Linked DNA regions of Mus musculus: region 2 is linked to region 1. The links are chromatin contacts, called in public HiChIP or PLAC-seq maps. All regions are on one chromosome and are shown on one strand. The core of a region is the stretch at or near the end of the contact, and the rest is flanking DNA. Distances in the headings are between cores, read along the strand shown.

Evidence for each region. HiChIP or PLAC-seq counts read pairs in DNA pulled down with a chosen protein or histone mark.
Region 2: a contact with region 1 is called in a FOXA1 HiChIP or PLAC-seq map of pancreatic cancer cells. The contact joins the promoter of Slc35c2 here to the promoter of Ube2c in region 1. A contact is called at or near these places in 8 of 39 promoter capture datasets (the 3T3-L1 cell line, the HPC-7 cell line, cranial neural crest and 4 more), 1 of 484 Hi-C or Micro-C datasets (the C10 cell line), 2 of 115 datasets of contacts at active chromatin or transcription factors (large pre-B cells and pancreatic cancer cells) and 1 of 9 other capture datasets (pancreatic islet).

The regions. Positions count from the first base shown.
Region 1 is chr2:164,768,211-164,771,282 of GRCm38.p6, reverse strand. It overlaps Ube2c (ubiquitin-conjugating enzyme E2C), which reads right to left and starts at 1,354. Exons shown (of 6, transcript NM_026785.2): 1 at 1,203-1,354; 2 at 889-916. The coding sequence starts at 1,303. It overlaps Dnttip1 (deoxynucleotidyltransferase, terminal, interacting protein 1), which reads right to left. Exons shown (of 13, transcript NM_133763.1): 13 at 3,063-3,072.
Region 2 is chr2:165,286,006-165,289,396 of GRCm38.p6, reverse strand. Slc35c2 (solute carrier family 35, member C2) reads left to right here and starts at 1,559. Exons shown (of 10, transcript NM_144893.2): 1 at 1,559-1,613. Elmo2 (engulfment and cell motility 2) reads left to right here. Exons shown (of 21, transcript NM_080287.2): 21 at 1-1,366.

The DNA.
Region 1 (3,072 bases), core at 105-2,604:
AAACAACACTCAACTGCTGGGTTCCAGTGTACACTTTCAGGCACAGCCAAAGGGGTCACTTGTTGGGAGCCCACTCTTAGCAGAAAGCGGCTATCATCTCTGCAGCCATCTCAGGCTATTTACTTACAGGTTGGTACTTTTCCACCCTGACGAGAGACAATGCTGCTTTTGCAAGAAGCTCACCACAGCTGAACACACTCTAATATCATCCTGTTTTTCCCAAACACATCCTGGACTGGCTAAGTGTCTCCAGCTGCACTCCCCAGCCTGTGCTTATACACCTATAGTTGCCTTCCAATAAATGAGACTTGAAACTGTCTTGTCCCCATTCTTTGCATCTCTTGCCCCTCCATCTCCACTCTCTCTCTTGCAGACCCTGTTGACTGAACCTGTTGATTGACCGGGTCAATCACTGGGTGAGAGCCTGCACTGCCCGCAGCATACTCTGCCTCTGAATAAAGCAGTTAGAGCCAACTCTCAGGCTGATCGCCAGGCTAGGAGGCAACAGGAGGCACCTCCCGTGCTTCCAAAGTTTCCCTCCAAAATCTGGTTTTCACCAGGAATTTAAGTGTCACTAAAACATGCAGATTGCTATTTAGGGGTAATGTAGCAAAGGACGACCAGAGGAGAGAATTCGAAGGTGATGGGACCAGCAATTCCAAGAAGGGTGGGGCTGGGCAAGGTTAGAGCTGGGGCCTGAAAAGGTAAGCATCGATGAGCCCAGATAAGCCCGACAGCTGCGGAGCTCGTGACGGTGGGCGTTCAAAGGGCTTCCATAAGTGAGTACATTGCACCCATACTAGCAGGTGGCCTGAAGTAGTAAAGGAAGTTACGGATAACGGGGTGGGGGATGGGAAGGTAGGTCAATTGATCTTAGAACACACTTACCATGAGGATCATCAGTTCCTGCTGTAGCCTGCAAGGAGAAGTCGGGGTTACTCGGGGCAATGGATACTGTCGAGGAAATATATCACTTCCCACACGACTATCCTGTCGTGGAGGCCTTACCCCTTCTTCAAAGGCAGGTTCAGCTCTGGCACTCAATTAGAGGACCCAGGTGAGCCTTCGACCCCATGTTAACCCCAGCGCTCGCAGGGCAACCTATGAGAGCTGCCTGGCAGCGCCATCAGCCTTCCATTTCCTGCGTTCCTGGTACCCCCTCATTTGTCCCAAAGCCCCGGGGTGACCTCCGCACCACTCACCGCTTGCCCACAGGGCCTCGGGCGGCGCCCCCGCAGGGCTCGGCTCCTTTTCGAACCGCGGCAACGCTGGCAGCAGCTGGGTCGCGGTTTTGTGAGGCCATCCCAGAGGTACTGGCACCGAGACAGGAGTGTGGAGAGGAAAGGGCAACTGCGGGGCTGCGGGCCGCCGCCCGCGTTTGAATTGCAACCCTCCCGCTGCGCTAGCCAATCAAAGGCTCGCTTAGGTTTGATCCAGCCAATGGGACGCCCCGGAATGCTCTGCCCCTGCGCAACTGCTAGGTCCTCCCCAGTAACGCGCCACGATTGGACGGCGGGGCGTGCCTCAGCTAGCCAATTGGTGAAGAAAGCTGCCATTAACTAACGAATCGGTGGCGGATTGGTGGCCTTTGGACGACGCCGACCATTAAAGGGTCCAAGGACCGGTCCACGTGTATTCGCCGCCCCTCCCCCGCCGGGTCTCTTTGGAACCCCGACTCCTGTCGCTGGCCTGTGATTTGGCTGTGCAGCCAGGTATGAATTTGACTTCTTGATCCCTCCTGCTTTCACTGCCAAGTGTTGAGATTTCACGAACGAGTGCTCACACACCGGGCGGTGGTTGGACTTCCGTCCAAATTCGCTGGTCCGTCCAGGGACACGCCCAGCAGGGGGCACATCTTCTGGAATAGGAAGCATTTTTCTCCTCACCCTATTAAAATGTTAGTTACTTTGGGTTCCCAAGAACTTAAGCCGGGCGTGGTGGCGCACGCCTTTAATCCCAGCACTGGGAGGCAGAGGCAGGCGGATTTCTGAGTTCGAGGCCAGCCTGGTCTACAAAGTGAGTTCCAGGACAGCCAGGGCTATACAGAGAAACCCTGTCTCGAAAACCAAAAACCAAAAAAAAAAAAAAAAAAAAAAGGGGGGGGGGCCTGGAGAGATGGCTCAGCGGTTAAGAGCACTGATTGCTCTTCCAAAGATCCTGAGTTCAAATCCCAGCAACCACATGGTAGCTCACAACTATCCTTAACGCGATCTGACTCCCTCTTCTGGAGTGTCTGAAGACAGCGTACTTACATATAATAAATAAATCTTTTTTTTTTTTTTTAAGATTTTATTTATTTATTTATTATATGTAAGTACACTGTCGCTATCTTCAGACACTCCAGAAGAGGTAGTCAGATCTCGTGATCGGATGGTTGTGAACCACCATGTGGTTGCTGGGATTTGAACTCCTGACCTTCGGAAGAGCAGTCGGGTGCTCTTACCCACTGAGCCATCTCACCAGCCCAATAAATAAATCTTAAAAAAAAAAAAAAAAAAAAAAAGAACTTAAACAACCTAGGCAGGTGAGACAGCAGACTCCCGATTAGTAAACGTGGGTTCAGGGGGTGCATGCCTATAATTTCTTGGAAGGTGGTAACAGGCAGGAGTTGAAGGTCATCTCTAAGTTAGGTTGGGCTATATGAGAATGTACCTTAAAGAAACAAAAACAGGATCTGATGGTGCTCAACGCCTTTAATCTCAACAAAGGCGAGACCTCTGAGCTCAAGGTCAGCCAGGGTGTATGTAAGAGATACTGTCTCAACCCCAAAAAGCACAAAAAAGTTCATACTCTCCAGTAAATTTCCTGTACAACCTTAGCAGTCAGTCAGTGTACTAGCACGTAACACTGGGAAAATAAAAGGCAACCGCATTTTCCCTTTGGTAGGCCATCAAACCCTCTGGGCCAGTCTTCACCTTGTGCAACATTCCTAAACTGGAACAAGGCCAGGGCAGCCTGGCAGAGAACACAGATGGGGGCGGGTAGGCGGGCAGGTGGGCAGGTGGTCCTTTTCTGGTGTGCATACTTCTTTGGCAGACATTATAGCAGGCTCACTACCTGTGTTTATTACAA
Region 2 (3,391 bases), core at 310-2,809, 520 kb before region 1:
CTGGCATGGTGGGTACTACCCAGTGAAGAGTGTACTATATATTTTCTTTACTATAGGCCATACTTATACAGACATGTATATATATTTATATAAGATCTTCCTATCTTAGGATAGAATGTTTAAGGGAAAATAAAATCAAGAACAAAACTGTAGTGCTCTCAGTCATGAGCTGTGAGTGTAACCAGAGAGCAGCCAGGAGCTTCCTGTCAGTGATGTGTTTTCAATAAATACTCTTTCATGTAGACTGCTTCCTATCCACACCTCTTCCTCTGCACTTATTCCCTGTCCCAAGGGTGAGGAGCGGCCTGACAGCCTTCATTTCAGTGTGCCTGGGAGCATGTGGAGAGCTCCCAGCCACTCTGAGAGCATCTCCCTCTCCCCTCATCTCTCCTGCTCTTGTCATGCGCAAACTACTCACACCTGCTGGCTAAGGATGCTCACAGCTTGTGCTACAGGACAGAGCGTTTTCTGCTCAGTCGTGCTGGGTACAACGTGGAAAGGCATACTGTACACCCCCAAGAACCCATCCTCCCTTTTTCCCCTGCCAGGGACACAGCCAGGGAACAGCTCGAGTACTTGTGCCTTTCAAAGAAGACATGTTCCGCACCCCGCATGTTGCCTGCAGTTAGTGCCCAGCTTGCCAGCTGGTGCTTTAAGCTGGTGCTCCCATCAGCAGCCTTGGTAGCTGGGAGGTTTGAATGAAGGCAGTGATGAAAATAGATACTTCCCCTTGCCTCAGTCAGAAGGGGGTGAGGACAGGCGCTTTCAGAAGGCATAGAAAGTGCATGCAACGCAGGCTTTGAGGGCTGAACGAAGCCAAGACCTTGGGCTGCGATGGGCACCATTGTAGGTCTCAGGAAGCATTGAATCAACGAATGCTTTCGTGATGCCAGCTGGCAACAGCCTACAGCAGCAGTGTGCACAAAGCACAGCTTACACGCTGGCCTTGAGCCTTCTGCTAGGAGCCAGGAGCCCAGCCAAGTCATGTGCAAGGATTCCTGTTTGCAGCCAGTCCTAGTAGAGCCCGGATGAGCAGACGCCGAGAACTGGGCCAGCTCGGGTCTGCAGCCCTAGCTTGCATGGCTTAGAGGTTATCTTGCCCACATACTCTGTACCTGAAATGAGTCAAATCCAGGTGTGCTAAATTGGTGTTCTGCGGCCACTGTAACCTGCTTCCCTGGGCTCCCGGTAAGACTAGATCCTTCTTACCCCCTTCCTTTTGGGTTCCATTTCCTCTGCGATGAACTTCACGTACTCAGCCTATTGAATAATTCTCACAAATTTATAGGCATACGCAATGTCACAAAGTGTCCATTATCACTTTGCCAGGACGTTTTACTAATAAAATTTAATGGTTGTCATGTCATTTCCCTGCTGCTTGAAGTCCCTGAAGAAATAAGCCCTGTACAGAGTTATTAGTAGCTGTGATTCGTTCCTGGTGCCCGTTTAAGGGAAAGGTACAGAGGGACCGTGTTGGGAAGCTTGCTGTAGCCGCCTTAGAGATGCTCTGGCTCCGCCCACCCCACCGACTTCCGGCGGAAGTCTCGCCTCCTGAGGCACAGTGCCCACCTCGAGCTTCCGGCAGGAGGCTCCCGGCGAGAGCCTGGGCGGAGGTAAGTGGGCGTGTGGGCGGTCCCCTGCCTTCTCGCCCGGCCTCAGTTTCCCCAGCTTTCCAGTGGCTCTGGGCCCGTTCGCCTGGCATTCGCCGAGCACGTACGAGGGGCCGGGTCTTGGGGATGGGGGGAACCAGGTGGATACTGCCGAGCAGGCGCGGCAGGGACACGTGAGCAAACACAGTCGTCACGCGGTGTTAAGTGCCACGCGCAATGGGGGTCCTGGGGAAGGGGACCAGAGCAGAGAGCATCAGGTTGCCTTGCCGAGGAGGACGCCGGCTGATGTTCCGGGCACACGGCTGTACGTGGCGTTGCAGCTGGCAGGCAGGATCCAGGGAGAACTTGCGGACCCAGCCCCGGGGTCTCCGGTCTGTTGGGACCGGCAGTCTTAGTTTCTTTCCCTGATGCAACTTAAGGAAGGAAGGAAGAAAGAAAGAAAGAAAGAGCTTATTTCCCCCATAGTTCTTGGTGCTGTCCGTCGTGAGGAAGTCAGGGCAGTAAGTGCTTGAAGCAGCTGGCCACGTCGTTTCCACAGTTCTGAAGTATAGAATCTTGAGAGCCATCAGTGCCTGCTAGTGCACTCTCCCTTCTTTATGGAGGCCAGGAGTTCCTGCCCACAGCTACCTGGGTCTCCTCACATCGGTTAACCTGATCAAGAGAATCAATCCCTTCCTGGTATGCTCCGAGGCCCGTCTCCCAGGTGACCCTAGCTTCTGTCAGGTTGACCACACTAACCATTCCACCAGTCTCTGGCTCCTTGTGGACTGCAGGCAAGTGCAGGCAGTAGGTGAACGGAAACTGTGGTGTAGTGTGTGGTGGTGGGAGAGGAAGTGAAGAGAAGTGGGTGGGTCAAGGAATAACTAGAGGTGGACTTGACAAGGCAGGAGATGAGGGATGCCGAGGGAGGCAGCAATGGCTTCACTGGTGCTGACTGCCTTCTGCCAAAGAAAACAGTTGTTCGGTTGGCCGTTTCTAAGTGACTTGAGAGTCAGATGAAGACCCGAGGAATATTAAGGTAGCTCCTTGCAGCACCTTGAGGTTGAGCTGTCGGCTGGAGTTACGGGGTTGGTCGTGGTGGGCTGGGAATGAAGGCGGCAAAGAGAGGCTGGGCTGCAGCCCTCAGGCATCTGTGCTTACTGAATGAGTCAGAAAGAAGGAAGACTCCAGAGACTGTGGCAAGTTGCACCCGCTAGGTCTCTGAGGAGGAAGCTGTCAGTTTCGTGAGCAGAGCCACAGAAACCCGGGCTCTGGCGAGGTGACAGGGAAAGAGTAACTGCCTGGGTGAACAGCCTGACAGACTGAGGTAAGGGAGTGGGGCCTGACATTTGGAAACTTTGCTGTAGGTGACAGAATGACTCCTGCCATTCGCCAGTGCCAAGTGCTGCTCCTCGTGCCAGTGATCCCTCTGCCCCCCAAACCACACGGCCAGAGAAACTGAGTCAGATAACTCAGAGTCTCAGTTGTAGGGGACGCAGACGGCTTTTCTCACAGATCTCTGCTGTGCTCTGAGGCACTAAGCTGGACACCCACGTTCCAGCTGAGGAGGTAGAGGGCAGCCAGGTGCTACAGTGTCGCCCCACCCTGCGCTGAGGGAGCCACTGTTTCTTGGGGAAAGGGACACTTACTAAATTCCTTGCTTGGGTAGATGTGATTAGAAGCCTGCTCTCCATTACCATGGAGGGAGGGTAAGGCCCTTAGGAATTTTACATCTGTATAGCCAGTGTGAGGCAAACCGCTGTTTAGTGGGGACACAGAGTGGCTATCTGCTTCCAAGGTCC